2 separate regions of the Bombyx mori genome follow, and region 2 is linked to region 1. The links are chromatin contacts, called in public Hi-C maps. All regions are on one chromosome and are shown on one strand. Each heading gives the region's core, a stretch centred on a gene start, on an enhancer-like site or on the middle of the called end of the contact. The rest is flanking DNA. Distances are from core to core; before and after follow the strand shown.

Region 1 (7,511 bases), core at 3,731-6,230:
ACTCTGTATTTTGATGGCGATGATGTGAACACAAACCAATATTGAACTAAAAATAAAACAATTTAAAACTAAAGGGCCAATCGAGATTTAGTTAATAATAGTGTTGCGTAGCCGTCAGAGGTTATCGATATGCGGGTGGCGTTAGCTCTTTAACCGTACGCGAGTCGTGTAACTGGCCGCTGTTGTTACACTAGTCATTTGCATAAAAACCATTAGACCGGGATAAGTCTGAAAAGATAAACAGTAATGCCATGAAACGAATGCATCTGCTAATCGAGTATTCAGTAAGCTGTGTTGATAATTGGCATTGATATGTTTACAATATTATCCGTTAGATTATGTTATGTAGTTGTAACAATATTTATGGCTTGTTTTGTGCAAATCGATATCTGATTATCGCGGTCTAACGTTAGTAGTGTAATTAAGTCAGTGGGTATCAACAGGAGACTGCAACACTCCGGGACATCAAGGCGTCGATACAACAACCTCACAAAGCACTCTCGATCCGGTCTAAAGCGGTTTTTTAATTCGATAAAAACGGCTAATCTCATACACTAGTTACGGGGAGGAGGGTGCAACAACACAAACTGATAAGACACAACGACAACGTTCATTACAAAATATAAAACGAAAAGAAAATAAGATGTCGATAAATCTTTTCGATAATCGATCGCTAATATCGATTTACGAAATGATTAAAAACAAAATGTGATGAGTGATGACGCGACATGTCCGCGGCCGCGCCCGGCCCGCGCCGGATGCTACTTACAAACTAGGAAATTAGGTAAACTGAAAAATAACTGAAACCGAACTGGGCTAAGAGTTGATCAACTAATATTGAAATATCACCAGAATCAATTATTTTTCTTTATTTGATAATTCAGAAGGTATTTCTTGATAACATTTATTCACTTGTTATTTTTTTCTAATTGCCAACATTTAAAGAGACCCCCAAGAAGTCCCAACATATCAAGAACTACCTTGCGTACTGCGATGTGCGGCCGTTGTTAATTAAAAAGAAGAGATCCGTGGACGTATTGTCTTTTAGCTCTCTTTATTTTGTGAATTCAGGAAATGCTACCCCGTGGCAGAATTCTTTTCGACATTCAATAAGCATGTAAAGTGTCATTGTGACATCAGTAGAAATGTCACGTCGAGTCGAGTCAGGACTTCAGTTTACGAGTGTTCGACTGCGGCTTCACGTCTCGCGTTACGACGGTCCTATTGTAAGTTACAGAGCTTCTCATTTAACGTTCAATTAATTGTTTTTTTTTTGGGGTTTTGTATTGGTAGTATTTATATTGAAATATGTGACTGAACGTTAAGCAAATTATTTAGAAGACAATACAAGTTCACGTTCTCATTAGTTAGTCGATAAGCTGAAAATGATTGCTTTAGATTAAAAAATAGATTGTACAAGAACAGTTGTGCGCTGGCGGACCGCGCCAAGAGAGTTGCAATGTTCTTTACAGCTTATCGACAGCGTAAGGGGCCGCGGTAGAGCGGAGAATAGGAGCAGAAGTGGTGGACTCACGCCTCGACTAGCGGTCCGGGGTAGGGGTCGGCCTGCAGGTACAGCCCGGCCAGCCGCTGCGCCACCACCAGCACCGGCACCAGCACCAGCAGGCCCCACGCCAGCGACATCCAGTAGCCGTTCTGCGGGGCACAGGCGCGGTGAGGCGGGGGGTCGGGGGCGGGGTGCGGGCGGGGCGGGGCGGGGGCGGCACTCACCGCGGGCAGCAGCAGCTTGGTGCAGAGCGCGTCGCGCGTGGCGTTGAATCCGGCGGAGAGCGGACCGCAGCGGCCCACGTGGCGCGCGGCGGCGGCGGACAGGCGCTCGCCGTACGCGCCCACCTCGCGCTCCACCACCGCCGCGAACGCCGCCGTGATCTGCCCCCAACGTGCTCTACTTATTCACGGTTTCACAGCCCGGAACTTATCCAACCAAAAATACCGTTGGGTCGTTCCTTCAGTGAATCGCATTAGAACGATGACATAGGCAGCAACTACGTTCAACTAATTTCGAACAATGAATACGACAAAAAATGCTACCATAATGCCTAGGTCCTACCACTGCGGGACATAAACTTCACTCACGTTCTCCAGCAGCTGCGGCCCCTGGTTGTTGAGGAAGTCCTCGGCCTCGTTGGTCTCGTGGAGGTGGTACAAGATGGCCGCCTTCAGCGACGACTGGTTGAACCGCAGCTCGTCGCGGAGTTTTGTCGCCGTCCGCTGAGATAATTCATTTATGAGGCTAAGTTTATGACCCGACAGGAATTAAGTATGGCAGCATGTGTCGTTTATTATCGTGAGGTCCCCGCTGAAGGTCGAGGGCCGTCGGCACGCTTTGACCATACAATTATACAAAACTATTTACTAATAAAAAATAGGACTATAATATTTCTGTTACATGCGGTTTTATAAAAGAATTTAAGATATGACACCATTTTTGTTTATGAGGTATGAAGTACATAATCATTTTGGGAGTCTGGAGGTGAAGAGTTTAAAGAAATAAAATGAGTTATTTTCTATATAAGAATTAGAGAGGTAGAGGGTGTGTGCGGGATGAGGGTGTTCGTACGTTGAGCTGGAGCGTGTAGTTGCGCATGGGCAGCAGCAGGTCGGCGTGCAGCTGCGCCAGCGCGGCGGCGGCGCGGCGCAGGTCCGCCCCCTCCCGCGACCCCGCCAGCCCCCGCGCGCCCGCCGCGCTCGTCAGCCGCTCGCCCAGCTCCTCCAGCGACAGCGTCGTCAGGTTGCTCTCCAGCTGGGGACCACGGCCGACCCTTCATTCTTAAAGGGCACAATACTGTTCAACTTCATGGAAATAATATACAGCATTCACATTCACAATAATTATAAAACGAATAAAATAAATAAGTAACGAAAAACGTGTAAATAAAAATAAAATATATACATTTATTTAATCAAATTACGAGTCAGCTCTGACGCGCGACCGGAGTATAGTGTGTGAGCGCGCGGGTACTCACGGCATCCAGGATCTTGTCGAAGTCGAAGTCCGAGAGCTGCGTGTTGGCCAGCTCGGTCAGCTTGAGCTTGGCGGGGTCCCGCAGCAGCGTGACGCGGCCGCGCGCCGCCTCCTGCGGGTAGCGGGCGCGCAGGGACCGCACGCGCGCCCCCACGGCGGCCCCCAGCGCGCGCCGCAGCTCCTCCACGTCGTACACGCGCCGCAGCTGCAGCGTCTGCGGAGGTCGAGGCTCTAGCAACAGTATCTACACGAGCGGGGCGTGGCGGGGCGGGGCGGGGCGGGTCGGGACGGGCGCACCTCGTATATGGTGTGGTTCATGTGGCACTGCAGCAGCACGGACGTCATGTTGAAGTTGGGGTCTAGCCGCTCGTTGAACAGCATCTTCTCCAGGTCGACGAACTTCTCCAGGTCCTCGAACAGACGGTTACCGCGGGGCTCTCTGCCGATCGAGACATTAAACATCAACATATTATTGTTAGAGATTAACAGCGCTACAGCCAGCCCCGAGACCGATGAATTCGAGAATTGGAGCGTACTGACGGATTACTAGTCGCCCCTCTTAGCTGGAACTGCTGTGCTCATTCGCAATGCATCCTCGGAGATCACTATTTCCACGCATCTGTTTCTGGAAAGCATGGTCTTCAGATCAGGTTTAAAAATTCTTAATAGAAGCAGCGGCCGATGTCTAGTAGCGGCGGTACTACCGTTATTGAGGGGGCGTCCGCTCATCTGTCTTGAAATATGTAGTTTACATGTAGAGGTGAGCAGTGAGCACAGCACAGCACAGCACACTCACGTGAGCGGGTCGCACACGAAGCGCTGCGCGGCGAGCCCCGCGGCGAAGTGCACCAGCAGCACCAGCGCCACCGCGCCGCCCGCCGCCAGCGTCGCGCCCACGCCGCTGCAACCGACCCACAGTTACTGCACCAGTTGCACGTGTGTAGGATATAGCACATGAAGCGATACGAGATAACAGTAAAATGATGCAAATGTACAGACTTCAATGGGCAATTTGTGAGGATCTCAGGGGCCACCACGTCTTGCGACCTAGAGAAAACCTTTGGTTTCGCAAAGTGGACAGTTCAGAGAGAGCGCGGTACCAGAGCAGGCAGCGCGCGCCGGCGCCCTTGTTGCAGCAGTCCGCGGCGCCGTACGCGTCGGGGCGCTTGCCGCACACGCCGCACACCAGCCCCCACACCAGCAGCAACGTTATCTGCCGCGACACCAGCCGTCGGTTAGGGTTTGTGTTCTCTTTAACGTACACTTTAAATTTACAAGTATTTTTTATAATTAAAAATATGAACTAACTAGCTTTTGCTTGCGACTCCGTCCGTGTGAAAGAGTCACTTTGGCATAACATTAAAGTTTACCCCCACTTCGTTTACGTAGAAAGTGAAAATATTTTTGAATTATAGAATATTAAGGAGCTATTTAAACCCCTATTTTGAAACATTCTTTATTGGTGCTCCACTTGTATTGGTCTTACCATGATGTTATATATAGCCTATACTATAGCCTTCCTCAATAAATGGGCTATCTAACACTGAAAGAATTTATCAAATCGAACCAGTAGTTCCTGAGATTAGCGCGTTCAAACAAACAAACTCTTCAGCTTTATAATAATAAGTATAAATTTAATAAATACAGAGGATGAGTAGATGCGTGCGGGGACTGACCGCTAGGAGCGCGAGCGCGGCCGCCAGCCCGGCGTGGCGGCGGTAGGGCCCGTAGCGCGCGTGCAGGCTCCGCAGCGCGTCCGCCGCGCCGCCGCCGTCGCTCGCCAGCCGCGCGCTCGCGTTGCCGGCCAGCTGCGTGATCTGCTCCGCGATGCCCTCCAGCTTGCGACCTGCCGCCGACACCACCATCACTGAGGGACACTCGCACGTAGGTACAGGGGGAGGGGGGCGGAGGGCGCGGCGAGACGTACCGGTCTCCTCGATGGCGTTCTGCACGTCGGGTATGTGGGTGTCGATGGAGCGCCGGATCCCGTACTGTATGTCCCTGAACACTTGCTGACCGGCGGCCACCTCCTCCTGGATGTGTCCCTCGAGGAGCACGGAGACGCTGCTGAGTAGCGGAGACACGTCCGGCATCTGCGGCGTCATCAATAACTCAAAGGCGCAATGCAACAGTTACACTACTCGGCGGCCGCCAGTTTCGATTTTAAATACGTTATAAAAAACCGGAGTGAAGTATTTAGAAAATATATTCGGGTAAGTGCGCGAGGGGCGCGTATGTACATCGCAACGCCGGGATGAGTCTCGTGGTTAGTGTTCAAGTCAACAATTACCGAGTAATAACAGTCCCGGTCGAGTGTACCCGTGCGACAGACAATAACGCAGGGAACAGTCGCAGTTGGGGCCGGTGTGCTGCGTTTTTACACACTTTATATTAGCTTCACTTGTATGTATGTATGTTTGTAACTGACTCCTTTAGACGCGATTTTGACTCACTTTGAACGGCCAGATTTCATTCAAACTTTGTAGATTTATCGAGGACCGATGACAACTCCACATTAAAAATAAATTAAAAAAAATATTGAACAAAATTAAAATTCAACAAAAAAATAGAAAATAAATTTTAATAAATTTAAATTGAAAATAGTGTAAAAAATTATATATTGTATTGAATTTTATATAAAGCGTGTTTTTTAGTTCTTTTTAACTATTATTTATTTTTCATTTTTTGGTTGAATTTAAATTTTTTCAATGTTTTTTTTACTTTGTTCTAACCCAACAACAAGCAAACAATTTTCGTAATATTCATGAGCTCATATAATATACGTCTCACTAGATCAATGACTGTGTTCATACTCACCGTGGGATAATACTTGTCCAGCATCTACATCCCGGACAGCGTGCAATCACAACAAAGAATTATAAAGAGTCCTTGACGAGCGCGTACAGACCGAGTAAAAAGCGTTTACAGTTTTTTTTTTTTAACATTTTTTTTTTAATTTGCTGTAACTAACAAAGACTTCTATTAAAGTTTTTCACAAACAAGACGGTTTCAAAAGGGATATATAAGTAAGCATTGGTATCGCCAGCGCGGCCGTGGATAGCACCGTTCACACGTACAGACGTACAACTCACCTGACTGTAGTGTATCTCCGTGTCCAGCTGGCCCAGCTTGTACTTGTTCTGCAGAGCCTTGCAGTTGGGCTGGTCGCAGCGCGCCAGGGTCTGGAGCAGCTGGTTCTTCACCTTGCGGAGACCTGGGCGGGGTGTTAGCGGCTACACGTTAGTATTCGTTGTGTTGTGTGACCGCGCTTCCACTGCGGTTCAATGAAGGCGTTCGAGCTCAACTTTGCACAATAATATGGCTCCTACGATATAACTGTACAAGTTGCTACTTATTTTGTATTTACTTGCATATTGTATTTATTTTTCACATGTGTATATAAGTATATATTTTTATTTAAGTTTATTAAGATATAAAACCATTCAGTTTGCTTATTCCTCTCCTTGAAAGGTTGCCTGGAAGAGATCGCTTTCAGCGATAAGGCCGTCAATTTATGTCACCGTCTATTATTTGTTTTATATGCTTACTCTGTACATGTGGTGTTAAATAAAGAGTTATATCATTATTATTATATTTCAAGATCGTGCTAATCTTAAAGTCGCCGCAACGTTTACCTTAATTCTTATACATTGTATGTTAAGATAATCATAAGATTTTCGTTGAACGTTGTAATGAGCTCCCCTCGACGCTGTTTACCGAGCGCTATGACATGTTCTTTTTTAAAAAGGCTTGTGGAGAGTATTAAGCGGTAGGCAGCGACTTGGCTCTACCCCTGGCATTGCTGAAGTCCTTGGGCGAAGGTAACAACTCACCATCAGGTGGGCCGTATGCTCGTCTGCCTACAAGGGTATCCCCCAATAAGCATTGAGTGTGCGTACCTGCGTTGAGCGCGTCGGCGTGGTGTCGCAGCGCGTCGGTGAGCGCGTGCACGGCGCGCAGGTCGGCGCGCACGTCGTCCAGCCGCGCCACCATGCGGCTGAGCGCGCTCACCGACGCCGCGTGCGAGAACTCGCCCAGCTTCAGCGCCACAGTCATGCCGCTCGCTGCGACACAAACGGACGGTTGTTTATTCCTTAGATGGGTGGACGAGCTCACAGACAAACTGGTGTTAAGTGGTTACTGGAGCCCATAGACATTTATAACGTAAATGCGCCACCCACCTTAAGTTTTAAGGTCTCAAGTAAGTTACAATGGCTGCCCCACCTTTCAAACCAAAACGCATTACTGCTTCACGACAGAAATAGGCAGGGTGATGGTGCCTACCCGTAGGGACTCTGAAGAGGTCCTACCACCAGTAAGCCCGTCAACATACATTCACGTTTACTGTATGAGAACTGCCCCGTCGCATAACGCTTACAATACGTTTTACAATCTATAAGATTCCATTTTCATTGATGCATTGAAATAACAAACATAAACTATGATTAAATATTTGTTTCACTAAAATTAAATACGTGAGCTTTAAAGCACAAAATACGCTCTTAGATATATATAAGACTAGCGG
Region 2 (6,765 bases), core at 158-2,657, 45 kb after region 1:
TGGTGTTAAGTGGTTACTGGAGCCCATAGACATCTACAACCGTAAATGCGCCACCCACCTTGTGATATAAATTCTAAGGTCTCAGTATAGTTAGGTCTCAAGTATAGTTACAATGGTTGCTCCACCCTTCAAACCGAAACGCATTACTGCTTCACGGTAGAAATAGGCGGGGTGGTGGTACCTACCCGTGCGGACTCACAAGAGGTCCTACCACCAGTAAATAAATCTAAGTAAAATTGATAAATATAAGTAAAAATCCTCATCTCTCAACCCATTAATAATGTGAACATATTGCTGGCTGGTTGACCTATTGAAATATTTAAAATATTTAAAATTTATGCTTGATAATGACCAAAGAAGTGAAGTGTTTGAGAAAGAGAGACTAGATATCATACACTAAACACGCATTATTAATTGTAGTTAGTTAAATAAAATATTGATAAATATTTCATGAACGTTATAATTATTCATCTAGTATAGTGTGAGGACACATGTGTATCCAACACAATTCTGCCTATTTCTACTAGAAATTAGTCATGCATTCTGGTCTAAAAAATGGGATAGCCACTGAATAATTGAGACTTGGACCTCATCAGTCAAGTTGGGTAACAGAGTTCACTACCTATTGTCTATGGGATTGTCTATGGGATTCCCATTTAAAACCAGCTGGTCTCCGAGCTCTTGTGCTCATCTGTAGCAATAAAAAAATCCGGAAAGTGAATACTGTAACTGACTTGTAGTCAATTCTTTTGGAAGGATACATTCTTTAAATCAACCTTACCTTCAGGATAAGCTTGTTTATTGGCGATAGCGTCGATGATCATATGTGTGGAGTTGTATAGCGGGCCCATGGCTCGCATGTCGAATTGCAGACTGGCCACATAAGTTGTGTTAATTATGGGTGTCGAGTAATTAGGAGTCGCCAGGTCCATAACGTCCGACATATCAAGGATCAGTTGCTGGCTGATTTTATTCATGTCGTGTCCGATTTCGGCTCGCGAACACCGCCACAAACACACCCAGAATACCAACACCAAAAACCGACACATTTTGCCGGCTCTTCCCGTTACACTATTTACATTACTGGCTTCCAGAAGATCGATGCACCATGCACTATTTATATCTGGTTCTGGGGTAAACTGTTTGTTTGATAAACAAACTCCGAGATACCCTAAACACAAACACAATCGAAGTCGATAACGAAACAAAATTCGATATTTTCCAACGCGATAATATTAGGCACCGAGCACCCAGAGGAATTTGTACACTGAATAATGATATTCTGTTCAAGTTTTAAGTCAAGATTAACATGTTTGTGTAAATTTAATCGTTACACGACAAACCAGACCGAGGACACCCTACAGAACTAGTCGGTCGATGAATAGCACGAACACGAATGATTCAATGAATGAACGTCCTAAACATTTTTTTTTTAGATGTTATAGCCTGGTAACTAGACTTTTAAGCCATTCTTTTTTCAAGAGATCAAGCAAATTCAGATGTAGTTGATTAGTTTGTGACTTTGATCAATTTATATGAAATCAAATAAAACGAATGAAATTGGATGAAATTAAGGTCAGTAAAATTACCACCATTGACTGAGACATTTTGAAAGAACCCAAGAAGTTAAGTCCAGTGGTTTTAAGCTAAAAAGTTCCGACAGGATAGTAAGCCAATAGTGTGTAATAGAGATGGGAGATACTGAGATCCAACAGATAATATGAATAGAAAAAAAATGTTTTTAATATCTACACGTGAGTGTTCTTTTATCTCCCTTAAATGGGTTTAATCAGATAATTTACCGAAAAGATATGATTTTTAATAATAATAATTTACTAATTAAAATGACAGTTCTCAGTAGTGGTAACTTTGAATTCAAATCTAACCATAGAGATAGTATTTTATCGAGTTGTAGGTACTTATTAACTCCATGAATCTAACCTTTATAACTCAAGTTATAATTAAAATTCTGTTTGTAGGTCACAAATTCTCTATGTACAAAAATTGTGCTCTTTATGTTGATTTATGCTTTATTTTAAATAGAACAAATTAACGGCTCTGTATATTTTATTCAGCAAAGGTAAATAATAAAATGTTTAGTGTCATTATTATTATTTGTATTTAAAACATTTACATTGTATATTTATAAATTTATTTATTTAAGTGTAGTATTTATTTAAGTGTGTGTCTGTCTTTTGTTAAAACCTGTTTATTAAATTTTTCTGCGTTTAAACTCAGCTCGCTTCAAAATATCATCATACTTAATAGCAACAAATCATACTTTGAAAACCTCAAATTATCCATTAGTATCCATCTTTATTTACCCATCCCTAAATTTAATGACGTCCCCATGGAGTTAATAGGTAATCTATGGACCTCCCGAAGATAGGGCTCATTGAATTTAGCCCCCCTTTTTTGATTTACGATTTTTTTTTATTTTCAATTATTTGTTCGTCGTTTGTTCGTTAATGTCCGAATGTAAAAATTGTTTGTTCGTCTTTTATTTATTTATAATTAATTAAACAAATGATCACCCTTAAGTTGGCTCCCTTCACTAGATATCTTTATTTTTATCGTTTAGGTTAATCAATTATGATCAATTATCGTTTGGTCGACGACTATTGGCGATTGTTCGATCATAAAATCAATTAAATTCCCAATTATTAATTATTTTATATCTAATAAGCAAACCATCAACTCACGACTACATTGCGCATGCGCTGGTTTAGTCAGTCAGCTGGCAATGGCCGTATTTACTAGCGTTTTGTTAACAAGTGCGTTTATACTGTCTAATTATTTCTTATGTAGATCAAAAAAATATTGAAAACTTTAACAAACTTCAACAATACTTCAACAAAAAAATGTCAGTAAAGACGGCCAATTAGTCGTTACGGTACGATTAGCGCGGTTTAATAAATTCAGTTATCTTTAATGATATTAAATATTAACAAGCATATAGAAATTTCAGTGATTTCTAATTATTCTAAGAATATTTTAGGAGTACAACTTTCGTGTTAAAATGATACTATTTATTACACGAATTGAAGTATGCCTTATTTGCCTGATCTAGCGCCATCAGACTTCCACTTATTCCCTAAGCTCAAAACTTTTTTGGGCAGACAGAAATTTGCCACAAATGGTGAAGTCATAGCCGCTGTAGTAGAGTATTTAGCAGGCCTCGAAAGAAATCATTTTATGGAAGGTATTACTGCTTTAGGACGAAGATGGAATAAATGCGTAGAGGTTCACGGAGACTATGTCAAAAAATAAAATTAATTTTATCACGGAAAGTTAAGTGTTTTATTGTTAGGCTAGTTACTTATCATCCCGCCCTTGTACATAAGAATTAGACAGTATAAACGCACTTGTTAACAAAATGCTAGTAAATACGGCCATTGCCAGCTGACTGACAAAACCGGCGCATGCGCAATGTAGGCGTGAGGTGATGGTTTGCTTAATAATTATAAAAAATATATATTAGGAATTTCATTGTTTTTATGATCGAACAATCACCAATAATCGTCGAACAATCGAAAATTGATCAAAATTAATTAATCTGAGTGATAAAAAGAAAGATATCTAGTAAGGAAGTCCAACTTAAGGGTGATCATTTGTTTAATTAATTATAAATAAATAAAAAACGAACAAACAATTTTTACATTCGGACATTAACGAACAAATGACGAACAAATAATTGAAAATAAAAAAAATCGTAAATCAAAAAAGGGGGGCTAAATTCAATGAGCCCTATCTTCGGGAGGTCCATAGATTACCTATTAACTCCATAGGGACGTCATTAAATTTAGGGATGGGTAAATAAAGATGGATACTAATGGATAATTTGAGGTTTTCAAAGTATGATTTGTTGCTATTAAGTATGATGATGTTTTGAAGCGAGCTGAGTTTAAACGCAGAAAAATTTAATAAACAGGTTTTAACAAAAGACAGACACACACTTAAATAAATACTACACTTAAATAAATAAATTTATAAATATACAATGTAAATGTTTTAAATACAAATAATAATAATGACAATAAACATTTTATTATTTACCTTTGCTGAATAAAATAATCGCCCCATTTTACGGCACATAGATTGTACGGTAGGACCTCAAATATATTAAGTGTTTAGTCTATGAGTAGGACTACATTGTAGAGTAGGACTTCCCGCTCGATCCTCCCGCGCTCGCTAATATCGAAGCATCAGTGTGCCGAATCTCACTGACGGGACACGCGCCGATCGTTATCGCGTCCGTTTATCTTCCACCGGATAAGATCGTTCTAAGCAGTGATATCGAGGCGCTGCTCGGTATGGGGAGCTCTGTCATTCTGGCGGGCGACCTAAATTGTAAACACATCAGGTGGAACTCACACACCACAACCCCGAATGGCAGGCGGCTTGACGCGTTAGTCGATGATCTCGCGCTCATCATACGGGACTTCTTGTCGAACCGCTCTTTTCGATATCGAGTCGAGGGAACCCGCTCCTCCCCACGACCTCTCACAGCTGGAGTCCCGCAAGGCTCTGTCCTCTCACCCCTCCTATTTAGCTTATTCGTCAACGATATTCCCCGGTCGCCGCCGACCCATTTAGCTTTATTCGCCGACGACACGACTGTTTACTATTCTAGTAGAAATAAGTCCCTAATCGCGAAGAAGCTTCAGAGCGCAGCCCTAGCCCTAGGACAGTGGTTCCGAAAATGGCGCATAGACATCAACCCAGCGAAAAGTACTGCGGTGCTATTTCAGAGGGGAAGCTCGACACGGATTTCCTCCCGGATTAGGAGGAGGAATCTCACACCCCCGATTGCTCTCTTTAGACAACCCATACCCTGGGCCAGGAAGGTCAAGTACCTGGGCGTTACCCTGGATGCATCGATGACATTCCGCCCGCATATAAAATCAGTCCGTGACCGTGCCGCGTTTATTCTCGGTAGACTCTACCCCATGATCTGTAAGCGGAGTAAAATGTCCCTTCGGAACAAGGTGACACTTTACAAAACTTGCATAAGGCCCGTCATGACTTACGCGAGTGTGGTGTTCGCTCACGCGGCCCGCACACACATAGACACCCTCCAATCCCTACAATCCCGCTTTTGCAGGTTAGCTGTCGGGGCTCCGTGGTTCGTGAGGAACGTTGACCTACACGACGACTTGGGCCTCGAATCAATTCGGAAATACATGAAGTCAGCGTCGGAACGATACTTCGATAAGGCTATGCGTCATGATAATCGCCTTATCGTTGCCGCCGCTGACTACTCCCCGAATCCTGATCATGCAGGAGCCAGTCACCGTCGACGCCCTAGACACGTCCTTACGGATCCATCAGATCCAATAACCTTTGCATTAGATGCCTTCAGTTCTAATACTAGGGGCAGGCTTAGGGACCCCGGTAACCGTACTCGTCGAACTCGACAAAGAGGTCGACGTGCAACCTAACCCATGCATCAGCCTGCTGAGTTTCTCGCCGGATCTTCTCAGCGGGTCGCGATTCCGATCCGGTAGTAGATTCATTCGCGAAACAATTGCTCTTGAGTTGTTAGGTCTCCTTCGGAGGCGCTCGGGCAGTTGTTAGCAAATCCCACCCCTCTTGGCTGAGCCTTTGCTCGCCCACCTGTCCTGGTGAAACTGGAAAGGCCTTCGGGCCACCAGTAAACTTTCAATCATAAAAAAAAAAAAAAAAAGAGTAGGACTTTTCATACCATATTTTTATGATTCAATAAGTAAACAAACTGGGAAGTGGGAATTAAAATGTTCCTGTAACGAAGCATTTCAAATGTTCCTTTCAAAGTTAATTTTCAATGAAATTGTACTGGTTTTTATACTGAACGACTGAATTTGTCTTTCTATGATTTACTTCTGGTTTTAGGCGTAAAATAGAGTTAGATCAATTTAATGTAGGTTAATTACCTTTTTTTTTTTTTTTTTTTTTTTTTTTTTTTTTTTTTTTTTTTTTTTTTTTTTTTTTTTTTTTCTTTTTTTTTTTTTTTTTTTTTTTTTTTTTGGTCAGGAGGAAATCGCCGGACTTCCGCCCTCCACGGACGCCCTTCTGGGGACGGCGGGCGGAGCATGTCGGAGTCGAACCGACTAAAACCTCCTGTCGCTCAACAACCAACGTCCAAACCTCACATGAGACAGAACCCATGAAAAGGCAAAGGGGGGAAAGTGAAGTGTTTAGTGCGGAGCACATCTCTCCCATCACCCTCCCCCTCGGGACGCCGGACTGGCGGTCGTCGGCGCCACGACCACCAGCCCTCTCGGTCGGCAGGCTATCCGGAGCCCGCCTAGATGGCGCCGGTTAGAGTGAACTATCCTACGGAATACCCCGCTGGGTCAGAACCAGCGTGGGTCGAGGATAGCCGGCCTTCCATCACCCGGATGCTCTTGCGTAAAACGCGTGCAGAGCAGCTTGCACGACGTCTTCTTAGGTCCCCCTCGCCGGTCCCCAGACCGACATATGAGGGGGACCCGAAACACTTAGAGGGCCAGGGCGAAATCCGCCTCCCTGGCCCCCGCTCGACGGCGGCGGGCTTGCGCGTCTCTAACGCGCCCCGCCGCCTCCTTCTGCGAGATGGTGCACTCGCAGAAGTCGAGCATCGCCTTCCACGACTCGTCGTCGCCGAGCATCGATGCCACAACACTCGGCAACGACAAGTCGTTTCCTATTTTTGCGACGAGGACACGGCGCCACCCCTCCCATGCGGGGCAGGCGATGAGCGTATGCTCTGCCGTGTCCAAGTCGCAATCACAATGGTGGCACTCT

Evidence for each region. Hi-C and Micro-C count contacts between places; a contact is called where the count stands out from the background.
Region 2: a Hi-C map of posterior silk gland shows a contact between it and region 1, with 1.4 times the contacts expected there. The contact joins the promoter of LOC101735999 here to the enhancer-like site in region 1. A contact is called at or near these places in 5 of 7 Hi-C or Micro-C datasets (midgut, posterior silk gland and whole pupa).

The regions. Positions count from the first base shown.
Region 1 is chr17:16,604,326-16,611,836 of ASM3026992v2, forward strand. It overlaps LOC101735999 (prominin-like protein), which reads right to left. Exons shown (of 20, transcript XM_062673483.1): 5 at 6,886-7,050; 6 at 6,079-6,200; 7 at 4,914-5,079; 8 at 4,663-4,832; 9 at 4,087-4,199; 10 at 3,783-3,887; 11 at 3,284-3,425; 12 at 2,988-3,200; 13 at 2,582-2,764; 14 at 2,098-2,232; 15 at 1,732-1,890; 16 at 1,535-1,656. Among protein-coding and RNA genes, the nearest start is that of TRNAP-AGG, 8.5 kb to the right of the region's middle. Within about 2 kb of position 4,981, at least 3 of the 8 cell types and tissues checked have open chromatin away from gene starts, as enhancers often do.
Region 2 is chr17:16,652,753-16,659,517 of ASM3026992v2, forward strand. LOC101735999 (prominin-like protein) reads right to left here and starts at 1,408. Exons shown (of 20, transcript XM_062673483.1): 1 at 782-1,408. The coding sequence starts at 1,049.